Regions from separate parts of the Mus musculus genome. Here region 2 is linked to region 1. A link is a contact called in public promoter capture Hi-C data. All regions are on one chromosome and are shown on one strand. Each heading gives the region's core, a stretch centred on a gene start, on an enhancer-like site or on the middle of the called end of the contact. The rest is flanking DNA. Distances are from core to core; before and after follow the strand shown.

Evidence for each region. Promoter capture Hi-C pulls out the DNA fragments that hold promoters and counts their contacts.
Region 2: a promoter capture Hi-C map of trophoblast stem cells shows a contact between it and region 1, with 2.7 times the contacts expected there. The contact joins the enhancer-like site here to the promoter of Mroh5 in region 1. A contact is called at or near these places in 17 of 39 promoter capture datasets (the 3T3-L1 cell line, the C10 cell line, the HPC-7 cell line and 10 more), 3 of 115 datasets of contacts at active chromatin or transcription factors (embryonic basal ganglia and embryonic stem cells) and 2 of 9 other capture datasets (embryonic stem cells and liver).

The regions. Positions count from the first base shown.
Region 1 is chr15:73,837,879-73,843,674 of GRCm38.p6, forward strand. It overlaps Mroh5 (maestro heat-like repeat family member 5), which reads right to left and starts at 1,793. Exons shown (of 11, transcript NM_001368162.1): 1 at 1,690-1,793. It overlaps Gm6569 (predicted gene 6569), which reads left to right. Exons shown (of 4, transcript NM_001374241.1): 4 at 1,551-2,030. The coding sequence ends at 2,011.
Region 2 is chr15:74,212,045-74,218,048 of GRCm38.p6, forward strand. No RefSeq gene overlaps it. Among named protein-coding and RNA genes, the nearest start is that of Gm32918, 11 kb to the left of the region's middle. Within about 2 kb of position 2,672, at least 28 of the 459 cell types and tissues checked have an H3K27ac peak or open chromatin away from gene starts, as enhancers often do. A contact at or near this core is called in trophoblast stem cells, where this site is marked.

The DNA.
Region 1 (5,796 bases), core at 543-3,042:
TGTTCTCCATGGGTCTATCTGAAGGCTTCAACCCAACCCATCCCAAATCAAACTCTCCACCCTCTGACCTCAGTTGCTTCTCTTTCATCTTTGCCCTTCTCTAGCAAGTGGTGGCCAGAGGTTTCCCTCCTCCACAGCGCTCCCACTCCACGTCTCCACACTAACTAGCTTTAAGACATCTTCAGACAGCAGGGCTCTTCTCACTGCTGTCCTGGCGACAGCGGCTTCACCCAGACCAGAGGCAGCTACCACTGCCCTCTGTACTGTACCTCTGTAACTATACTCACCTGGAACAATGGCAGGCTGATAAAACCATCCTGCCCATGCCCAGGGCTGTCACTGTCCCCTCTCCCACGACCCACTGCAGCCCTCTCTCCTCCAAAACTTGTCTCTACCAGCACCTCAGAGGAATTCCCACAGCCCCTTCTGTGGCTTCACCCGATCCTGGTACTGAGGAGTAAGACAGAGACTTCGAAGGCAGCCAGGGAGACAGGATAGGCTGCAGGGATTGGGGCAGGGTTCACTGGTCCTCTGAGCTGTAGATTGAGGGTGTGACCCTTGCAGGTCCTGCCTGTGCATCTCAAACCATCTGCAGGTCTGGCTCTCCCCACTGGGCTAGGTGGGTCACCTCCAGTTCATCTCTCCTCCTGGCATAACACCCCTCATCCTGCTCAAGGTTCTGACTCAAGAAGGCATTTGTTTATCTACGGAGGTGGAAGAACAGGCTTTGCTGTCTGGCTCATGGCTACAGGCAGTACCTAGTCCAGAGCCTGATTGCACACAGCAGGTGCTCAGTAAGTGCACTAAGTAAGAATAGTAACAGAGGCCCCTCGGCATGGGTGCGGCACTGTGGGGGTTTATTGCAGCCCTACAGCATGGTTTTCCTATCCTTAGACCTTTGCCTGTAGCAAATATGGAATGTTGACCCCAATTGCATTGTGGGAGCCCACATATTTTCTAGCCTGAAACTGGGACTGGTCCCCATCCAGGGGACCAGCATCTGCTGCCATGCCAAGTCCCTGCACCCCGTATCTCCCCGTGAGAGCTCCACTCTCCTTACCCTTGCTTCCTCCTCATGGGAACCAAGCTGAAGACCCCAGGCCAGGCCCACAGTCTGCATATTCACAGTAGTCAGCTTGGATTTTGTTGATCCTCCTGCCCTAACGGCTGCTTGCCGCCACCTGCTGGGTGAATCCTACTATCTGAGCCTCCTGGCTAACTCGCTTCCTCCCCATCTTGAACTTTCTGCCCAGCAGCCTGACTTTTTCATACTCTCGGGACCTTGCAGGCCTTCACAGCCTGCTGATGCTGTTCCTCAGGACAGTGGACAACTTCCCCTTTGCAGGGAGAGGTGACAGGAGGTAGGAGAGAGGTCAGGGATGGAGGCAGGTCCCCCTTAGGTGTTGAGAAGGGGCTCATTTCTCACTCCCCAGTGGTCCCCACCTGTTTCTTCTGGCCCAGTGGCCTCTCCTTCCATGACCCCAGCCTCCCCGCGCCGGGGACAAGCGTGTCCCCCCCCCAGCCCCCGCTGACTGTCGCGCCCGCCGCAGGACCGGCTGCACCCCCCGCACCGCGCTTCCCCGACATCTACGGCGGCGACGCGCAGCTTTGGGAGGCGCATTTCCGCGGCATCGGGCGCGCCTACCGCGCTTTGGGCAAAGAGGACGACTTCGCTATCCGCGTGCTCACCGAGGACTTCACGCTGCCTTTCCCGTTCGCCTGGCCGCCAGGCCCGGACCCGGCCACCGGGCCGCTCTTCTACGACCCGCGGGACCGCGCGGGCTTCGACTTCCTGCTGCGCGGCCCCGGCGCGCCTCCCCCAGCGCTGCTGCGACCCCTGCACGCCACGGCGCAGGCGGCCGAGCGCAAGCGGCGCCTGGAGCGCCTGGCGCTGAGCTACGCCGGCGCTGGCAGGCCACCCGGCTTGGTGCTGCTGGCGCCCGCCGCCGCCGCCTTCCCTCCCGAAGCTGGCCGTCCTGCTTGGCGCGCCCTTCCCCGTGACAGTGAATAAAGCCTCTGCTTCTCCCGTTCCCGCGTCTGGCCTCGCCCTGTACCGTGAACCAGGGAAGCCGGGGAGGGGACGCGGGACACGATGCCTGCACCTTCTCAACCGCCTAGTGAGTCTGAGAGTCAGGTGGAAAAGGTGACTCCGGCAGGCTGTGAGGATGAGATGATCCTGGGGAAGGTGGGAGGTCAGGACTTCATCCCCCAGTTGTCATTCTTGCTCAGCTCTAGGATGGGAAGTTACACGATCTCATCTGGTGTGGACTGCTTGGCCTCCAAGGAGTAGCTGGATGCTGGCTGTCCTTGTGTCTCACTCCAAGGGCCACCGCGTCTCAGGTTTCTATGACAGTCGCTAGGGATGCACAAGGGTAGAGTGTAAGCATGGAAAATATGAGAGAGGCAGTGTCAGGAAGGAGTTCTGACAGTCTCCAGCCTGCCTTCTTCTCTGTCCCCTCCCAGAAGGATCCTGTCTACTCCCTTGAAAATCCGAGAGGATTTCCTGGAATATGGCACATGTGACCTGGGCTTCCAGCTTGTCCCTATCTAGGTCGAAAATTTTAGGCAGAAGTCTGTGTGGGCAGCAAGGAAGGACTGCCTAGCCCTGGTGACATCTCTACATCGTGTGATATCAAGCAGTAAGGCTGAGTGGCCTTTAGTGAAAGGGCCAGGCTCCATCCTGATTTGGGGGGTGGGGGACCTTTGGGTTCCTGGTGTAGAGGAGCCTGTGGGCTGGAGGCCCGTTTCCACACAAGAGCATCTGGACTTGAGATTTTGCTTCTGTTTTTGTTTGTTTCTTCTAATACAGGAGTTATTTATAATTTCCCAGTGCTGGGAGGAAAAAAAAATTCCAAGTCTTGGCAGAACAACTTAGATGGAATGTTCACTTTAGGGGATGTGGTGGAGAAGCAGGGACAGGAGAGGGAAGAAAGAGGGGGAAGAGGAGAAGGAGCAGGAGGAGGAGGGAGAGGAGGAGGAGGAGCAGGAGGAGCAGGAAGAGAAGAAGGAGGAGCAGGAGGAGCAGGAGCAGCAGGAGGAGCAGGAGGAGCAGGAGCAGGAGGAGGAGCAGGAGGAGGAGCAGGAGCAGGAGGAGGAGCAGGAGGAGGAGCAGGAGGAGCAGGAGCAGGAGCAGGAGGAAGAGGAGGAGCAGGAGCAGGAGCAGGAGGAGCAGGAGGAGCAGGAGCAGGAGGAGCAGCAGGAGCAGAGCAGGAGCAGGAGCAGGAGCAGGAGCAGGAGCAGCAGCAGGAGCAGCAGCAGGAGCAGGAGCAGGAGGAGCAGGAGGAGGAGCAGGAGGAGGAGCAGGAGGAGGAGCAGGAGGAGGAGCAGGAGCAGGAGGAGCAGGAGGAGCAGGAGGAGCAGGAGCAGCAGGAGCAGCAGGAGCAGCAGCAGGAGCAGCAGCAGGAGCAGCAGCAGGAGCAGCAGCAGGAGCAGCAGCAGGAGCAGGAGCAGGAGCAGGAGCAGGAGCAGGAGCAGGAGCAGGAGCAGGAGCAGGAGCAGGAGCAGGAGCAGGAGCAGGAGCAGGAGCAGGAGACACAGTACAACAACAAAGGCAGCTTAGGCTACAGAGGAGGGGATCTCTTCCTCCCTATCCTCCACTGTACTGGCCTGAACTCCAACTTCCGCTTTAGGCTCCTTCTCATCTTGGGTGTCACTTCAACTGTACCGAGGTGTCCAATGGTGTCCTCGTAACACTGTCTTTCATTTGATTCCTAGTGAGGCAGCATCTGTCTTGACTGTGTACTGGTGTTTGTCTGTCCATATGGTATATTAGCTGTTTAGGCTCCTTAAAAGCAAGCAGACCTTAGATGCGGAGGTTATCCTCCAAACACAGGCAGGGTATCAAGGAAGCCTGCTGAGCAAAGAAGGGGGAAGGAGGCAAGGCAGATCACACTGTGGGCGATTGGAGGCATTCCTCAAAGCCATGCTCCCAGGGACAGGAGGCTCACTGCCTCTTCATTGTGAGGAGTCCTCCAGGCCATTACGTCCCCCAGGTCAGCTTGCCCTGTGGGGATGGAGCACACATCTCCTGTCTCACAGCAGCGATGGGGTCATTTTGTGACTACAGTATAATAACGAAAATTTGGGGGTTGGGCCTTTTGTATTTTTAATCTCGCCTTTCTAGAAATTTATTTTCAAAGCAGTTTTCAAAAGCATGTGGTTGAGAGCTCAGAGGCAGACCCTTGGTCCGATCTGGGACTATAGGGCACCAAGACTCCCAGAGGAGCTATCAAATAGGAAACTAAACATCACAAGATGGCGGCATGAGAAATAATGGTACAAACTCTATTTCAAGCAGTGTATGAAAGCCTCTTTGAGAGGGTGGCACTTTAGCTAAGAAAGGGAAAGGAAGAGCCTGCCTTATACGGAGGGGAAGCAAGCTGAAGACAGAGGAGACCAGGTAGGCAAAGGCTAGGCAATCCCAGGGACTGGCAGCAAGGGTCAAAGGTCCCAGAAGGAGTTCTGCCAGGCTAAAGAGACTGAGCTCAGGGGAGCTTCAACCACAGAAGGCATTGAGTGATCAGGTAATTGGAATGGCCAGTAACAGGAGCTTCAGGGAAGGGTGTTTCCCTGTTCCTGGGGCTCAGGGTTGTCGGGGAAGCCCTGCCCCTGCAGTTTGCTGGCTGTGCCCTCAGATTGGCCTCTCCACTAGGCTAGCTCAGCTGACACAGTTTACCTTCACCATCTCCCTGGTCACAGGCCGCTGGCTTCCAAGAGCTGTTTCAGAAAGGACAGCCACATGTTTAGAAGCCACAGGACCTCAAACGTGGCCCCATGGTGAATGTGTCCCCATGTTCCAGGCAGTGTCTCACAGCAGTGGACAGTGGTCTGCGGCTACCCAAGTGAGTTCCTTTGTCAGGAAGGTAGGGAAATATTGGGCATGCCTCAGAGCCAAGCTCCCAGGGGCAGGAAGCCAGGCACTTACTGGCTGCCTCTCTAGAGGCCTGTCTACAGTGGGAAAGTTAAGAAAGGGTGAGCTGAGCCACAGCTAAGAAGTTCAAGGATGTGGCCCCATGGCCAGCTTCTGCTGAATCTCCACCTTCCCCTCCACTCCCAGAGACCAGGGCCTCTATCATCTCTGTAAAGCATGGTCAGACATCTGCATATGCCAAGTGGTGTTGAGGCTGTGAAGGTCGATTCTGCCTCTAGGAGCTCTGAGAGGAGGGCATGGTGGCAGGAAGGCCTGCTCAGCCCTTCCTGACCTCAGCTTCCCCTAATCGCCTCATTACACAGTGGAGGGTAGCACTCACAGAGCTGTTTTTTTGCTATGGCCCCTGGCATAACTCTCCTTGTGTTTCATCATCTGGGACTCTTGGCCCCTCCTCTGTACCACTGATGCTGCCTCCAGCTGTCTGCCTTCCAAGTCTCATGATGTCTGGATCATAAATATATGAGGCATGGCCTAGTTTCATTTCTGCTGCTGTGATAAAATACTCTGATCCCTCTCCCCCCACCCCAACCCAAAAGCAACTTAGGGGAGAAAGGGTTTATTTGGTGAACAATTCTAGGTTACAGTCCATCACTGTATGGAGTCAAGGCAGGAACTTAAAACAACTAGTCACATTATAGCCATGGTCAAGGGCAGAAAGACTACTTGTTTACTTGTGCTCAGTTCAGTTCTCCACTCTTATACAGTCAGGCCCCCTGCCTAGGGAATGAAGCTGCCTACAATGGGCTGGGTTTTCCTAGGGAATGGAACTGCCTACTGTGGGCTGGGTTTTCCACATCAATGAACTTAACTCAGACAACCCTCCCATGTGCCAGACAAGGGACAGACCAATACAATGTAGACAACCT
Region 2 (6,004 bases), core at 1,422-3,921, 380 kb after region 1:
GAGGACCTGGTGTTGTGTTTTATAGAAAAGAAAAAGAAGCCAGGGATATGTCTGGAGGAGGTGCAGTATGGTACAGGTGGGGGGAGCGCAGGAAGGGGGTGCCTCTGCAGGCCCATGCTAAGGCATCCCTTCCCCCTGAGGTACCAGCCATAGGACAAGTATAATATAGAACAGAGATTATTTAGGGCACGGGGAGGGAAGCTGAAGGGGTAGTAGAGACAGAGAAAGGCAGAGGGAAAGAGAGAGAGAGAGTAGAGGAGTAGAGGCTGGCCATGAGCACATGGAGAGAAAGAAGGAGTGGGGAGAAGGGACAGAAGGGGAAGAGGAAAAGAGAGCAAGAGAAGAGAGTGAGGAGGAAGCAAGCAGCCCCTTTTATAGTGAGTCAGGCCCATGTGGTTGTTGCCAGGTATTTGTGGGGTGGAGCCTAGAAGGAATGCCAATACTTGGGTAGTGACTGGAAGGCCCCTCCCTTACCTTCTTCCCCTAAACATTAGCCTGGGGTGGAGTCCTACTTCAGCCAGGAGCCTGTTGTATTTCCTCTGGTGCAGAAGGTCCCAAAGGAAGAGCCTGGACTTCCCAGGATGGCTCTGCTTCCAATGGGAGGAGCCAGTAGCCCCTCCCAGCCTATGGGCCAGTCAGGTTCTGACTGCAACCCATGTCCCTGCAGCCTGCATGCAGCACCCCCCTGGCCCCACTGCAGCTCCTGTTTTCTCTAGGCTCTGGGCCCTGGGAGACTGTCTTCCTTGGAAGGTCATTGAATTAAAAAAGAAAGGAAGGCAGGAAGGCAGAAAGGAAGGACATGTTCCTAGGTATGGTGGAGAAGGAGGTTTATTGTAGGTATGTGTCGCGTCCGCTCTCGACCAGCAAGAACGACACGACCACCAGTTCTTCTAACAGCAGTTTATTCACCAAACTTCAGTCTTCATCTCTCTCGCTTCAACTTTATCTCTCTCTCTCTTTATCTTTCTCTCTAACCCGGGCCTCTCACTCTTATATACTCTCAGCCCCCATCCACTCACAGCAGGCCACGTCACCTCACCAGGCACGCAGCTTCAGCTAATCAGGGTGGCAGGGGCATGTCTCCACCAAATATGGATTCGCCAGTATCCTGGTGCACCTGTGCAGCTCTCACGATGGTTGTGGCTTATTTTCAGGTGTATGAGGAAGTCAGGTGCAAGTCATAAGACTTAGCTGCAGTCCCGGGCACCATCTTGGGACTGCTGCCACACCCGCTCCTCACAGGTATGAGGGAGAGCATAGTCAGAGTCAGGGACATTCGGAAGAATCCAAAGTGAGCATGACCCTAAGGCCTAGCCATGTGAGGTGGGGGTGGGGTGGGGTGGAGTCAGGGGTGCACCAGCCAAGAGGCCAGGAAGGTATCAGGTAGGGGATCACAAAGGTCTGCTAGTTAAAATGGTTGGATACTATAGGGGAGGGCCGCTGGGGGAAGGGCAGCCCAGTCCCTGGGCTAGAGATGTTTAGTAGGGGGTGGAATGTGCCAGCAGTACCCTGTTACTAGCTAGGGACCCAGGGATGCTGGAAAAACCTAGCCAGGTCCACTTTGATATGTTAAATAGGCACCTAGGTTAGCCCTTTGTCCCAGGTTTGAGACCTAAGAGCCCCTGAACTGTGTCCAGGAAGGGGATGCCTACTGTCCTGACCCTGACTGGAAATGGACCAGCCACCGGGAGCACACAGCATACTGAGTTTCTGCCATCACCCGGTGGCAGTGTGTGTGTGTGTGTGTGTGTGTGTGTGTGTGTGTGTGTGGCATGGCTGGGTCCCTCTTGTGACAGAACTGGATTTGGGAAAGCCTAGGAAGGGTCTTTTGTGAAGGAGGCTGATGGCTGTAGTCTAACTGCTAGGCAGCGTGAGCTCTGCAGGTCTCAGCTCTGCTGCCTTGCTACAGGAGGGCGGGGATATCTGACAGGTTATTGGGGGTGCCTGCTTGGGGTTACTGGACCACAGGCTGCCTTAGGGTCTTCCTCTCCCCCAGTTCTGAATGTCAAAGCACAAAGCCTGTGCCTGGGGCTGCCCACCAGGGCCGGTGCTCCAACTCCCTAAGGCTAGAAACAATGGCTTTTGCACTTTCCCCTTGCCTGATTATCTGTGCCTAAGGCTGTGAACAAAGCAGCAGGGGACACAGCCCTCTTATACCTTTGGGACAATTAACTGGCAGACGGAACCCGGGGGTTTCCTGGAAGGTGAATGGTGCAGGCATCATCAGAAGGAAGAAAGACAAATGTGAAATCCACCAAGCTGCTCATCAGTGCTGTTCCGTTCCCAGGGGACAGCTTGTCTCCGGAGAGCCTGGCACCCGCACTTCCATGTGCATTGTTCAGAGAGGTGAGCACCCTCTTCAGCAAGGCCACAGGTGGCTTTCAGGTTGGCAGCTTCTGCAGCCCCAAGCCCATTCTCCCACCTTTCACAACCCCCCTCATATTTCAGATAAACTGCTGTATTTCAGATCATGTGGCCGTGTACCGGCAGGTGGCTTAGCCCCTGGGTGTCCCGGTCTTTCATTAGTGTGCTGTGCACCAAGGGAACAGCCCAGGTCAAGAACTGGGAGGGGACTTGGGGGCGATTTGGTTTTGGAGACTGATAGTCAAGGCAAAAACCTGCTGTTTGAGACAGAGCTATGCAGATGAGGCAAACTCGCGCCATCTCATTGTGCCTCAGACTGTGGTGGAGCTGGGGATGAGTCAGGCCCCATCTAGAAGGATGCGAGTCCCAGGCTGCTGGGCTTGGATGAGACACTGCTCATCTTTCAGGCATCTTCACACTAACAGTGGTTTCCATTGTTTAACTAGGCCCTCGGCCAGATGAATTATTGCATGTAATCCTTATTCTGGGACAGGTTCCTGCTATTATCCCCAATTTGCAGCTAAGGAAATGGGCTCAGAGAGGTTAATTTGCTTGCTTGGCTCACACAGCCAGAAAGGCGAGGGCCAAGGTTGGGAGTGAAGCTTGTGGCTCTAGTTGCTTTCTGTTGCTCCTGACCTTGGCCTCCTTTTCACTAAAGCCTTTAGGGACTGCACCATCTGGCACTGGAGGTCCAATAGACTCCCTTCTGCTTAGAGCCACCTGAGGACTAAGGGGCAAATAGCAAGGCTGAGCAGTGACTGGGGATGGATGGGGTTTGTAGGGGCGGCAGGGCTTTCTTCGTGGTCCTGGGAGACAGGGGAAGGAATGTACAAGAGGACCTCAGATCCCACAGGGAATTATAGGGAGTCCCTGTGCCTCTGAGGTCTGTATCTGTGTCCTTTCTTCCACATCCAGCACCCCACTGTCTAAAAGGAACAAAAATGCATGAGGAAAACTCAGACCTCATACATGATACATACACGTACACTTGTACACAAAATGATCTCACCCAAGCACAGCAATCTCATTCCAAGGCCAAGAGAAACACAGTGTGGAGCCAGCACCCAGGCCAGCAGGTATTGGGAAAATGCCAGGGAACCTGCACCTGGGTTATTACAGGTTTCAAAGGAGATATGCAGTGAATGCTGAGGGCCCTGTCTGTTTGTGGCTCACCTCCAAGCTAAGCGCCCAGTGTCTGTGCTCTGGTTAGAGACAGTGATCAGGTCAGTGAGCAAGATGGTGCCCCAGTGACCCAAATCAGCTGCAAGATGCTCAAGATGCTGAACAGTGTCCTCCCATCATCTTAACAGCCCATAGACAAGCTTTAAGGTCAGGGGCAAGCACGGGAACCCAAAGCTCCTATCATACCCTGTGTGCCTGCTACACATGCTCTGACTACAAGGAGCCTGCAGTTTGCATTGGCTCACTGGGTCTGTATTGACTCGCCAACCTATCCATTGTGATGAGAGAACAGGTATGTGCTGAGAACGACAGACTGTCCATATCTGGGGTCAAGGCTCAGGTGGGACAAATCCGGGTGTACAGGTAAGAATGACTGCTGGGAGCCTGAATGTCACATGTCTACCTTAGCAGAAGCCTGAAGTGGATGCCTGCTGCCATGCTTGGCCCACATTCCCCAGGTATCATTGTCACCTTTCACACACTTGTGGTGGGCTCTCCCCCATACTTGTGCCCATGTCTCTGTTGGATGTCACCTCTGTTGGATGTAGACCTTCAGTCTACAGTGCTTTCCCAAACTGGAAGGATTGTAGGTCACCTCTTCTTCTTTAGCAGCCCTTAGGAATCTGATAGATGAAAGGCCACCAGCACCTAGTCTTGGTTCCTGATGGGACAAGACATCCCAGAACAAAGCCTTCACTGTCCCAGAGACCGCAGAAGGTTGAGGCAGCACCTTGTGGAACCCTCTTTCTGCAGTTCCTCTCCAAACCTCCAGCGCTGCTGTCTTCAGTTCCTGCCAATCAGTCACAGGAGCCCTCCCCTGACTTCTGCTCCAGGAAGCCCAGCCCAGAGCTCTACCACCCGCACAGTGCACTGTTTGAGCTCCACACTGTACACTGTGGAAGTTTTAAAGGAAAGAAAGAAAAGAAGGAAAGGAAAAGAAACAATTTTAACGCTTTCTTTGTGTAACCAATCAGCCATCCTGGGGTATAAGTGTCTCACCTTGGAGACTCCCATTGTGGCACCACACCAGGGAGCAACAGAGGCCTGTAGAGCAGGGGCAGGCAGGATGGACACTGTATGGGAAGAGTAGGCTTTACAGAGGATGGAGGATAGGGTGGTGGAGAGCCCACCTTAGTCTATTCTCCTTCCTCATCTTTTATGCAACCTAGGCTGGGGAAAGCGGATGTGTAGAGCTTCCAGTACTTCTCTGCTAGATGCTTTAATAAGGGCCACGGCCTGCTTTTCCTAGAGTTCCCTCTCGTTGCCTTGCTTACTACAGTTCATTAACTGACTGATTTTTTTTTCCAAAGCATCCATTGACAAGAAGATACCTTTGGGGCTGACTAGTGCTGTGGTTTGGATGTGTATGTTACCCCAAATTCTTGTGGAGAGGTGGGCCCTCTAGGGAGTGGGCCATGAGGGTGAGGCCCCCAATGAGTGAAATGAGAGGCTTTATTAAGAAATCCGAGACACACACACTTCACTCTTCACAGATTGAGAACATGGTATGAGATGTCGCTGTTCACTATCCAGGAAACAACCCTCGCCAGACACAACATCTGGGGCCTCCAGACCTTGGCTGCCAGCTTCAGGCTCTATGAGGAACCAGCTTCTATTGGTCTTAAGCCTCCCATGTCAGGCAAGAAAAGGAAGATCAAGACACCAGGTAGAAGGTAGATGTGGGCCTGCCCTCTGGTTCATTGCCTAACTGGGAGCATAGATACAGAACACACAGAATGTGCTATCTGTGACTGGCATGTCTAGGGATGTCAGATGTATCCACTTCCATGGTGGTGAGAAAAAATATGCTCAGTACTGGTTCTTGTCACCAAACCAGAGGACTACAGAATGCTTAGCCCACAAGGGTTTGGGCAACCATAATATGCTTTCACCTGGGGGGTTGCGACTCTATTTGAAGACAGAGTGTGAGCTCATTCTGGAGCAGACCCAGACACAGTTTCAATGCCAAGTCTGTCAATGAACTGTAGCTCATCTGTGTCCAGCATACCAGGTAAGCGCTCAGCAGAAACCAAGATCATTGTATATATAAGTATACCCAGGGTAGGAGCTCATGGGTACCCAAGTCAAGACTCAGTACATCACCAGGATCAGGGCTCAGCTGTGTATGACCAGAGTTGGAGGGAGCGCTGAAAATATGAACAGGGTCAAGGCTCAGCGTGAGACAGGATCAGAACTCAGTGTGTGGGTGGGATCAGAGCTCAGCGTGTGACCAGATTGTGGGCTGAATATGTGGCTTCATTCCACTCAAGGCTCAGCGTGTGACCAAAGCCAGGGTTCAGTTTGTAAGCAGTCAGGACTCAGAGTGTGACCAGGGTCAAAGCTTAGACTTTCATGAAGGTCACCTTTCAGTCTATGTGGAGATTCTCAGTAGATCTGGAGCGAGGTCAGAGGTCAGTATGTGCTGTGTCTGCATCATGGGCACAGGCGCTCACTTTCC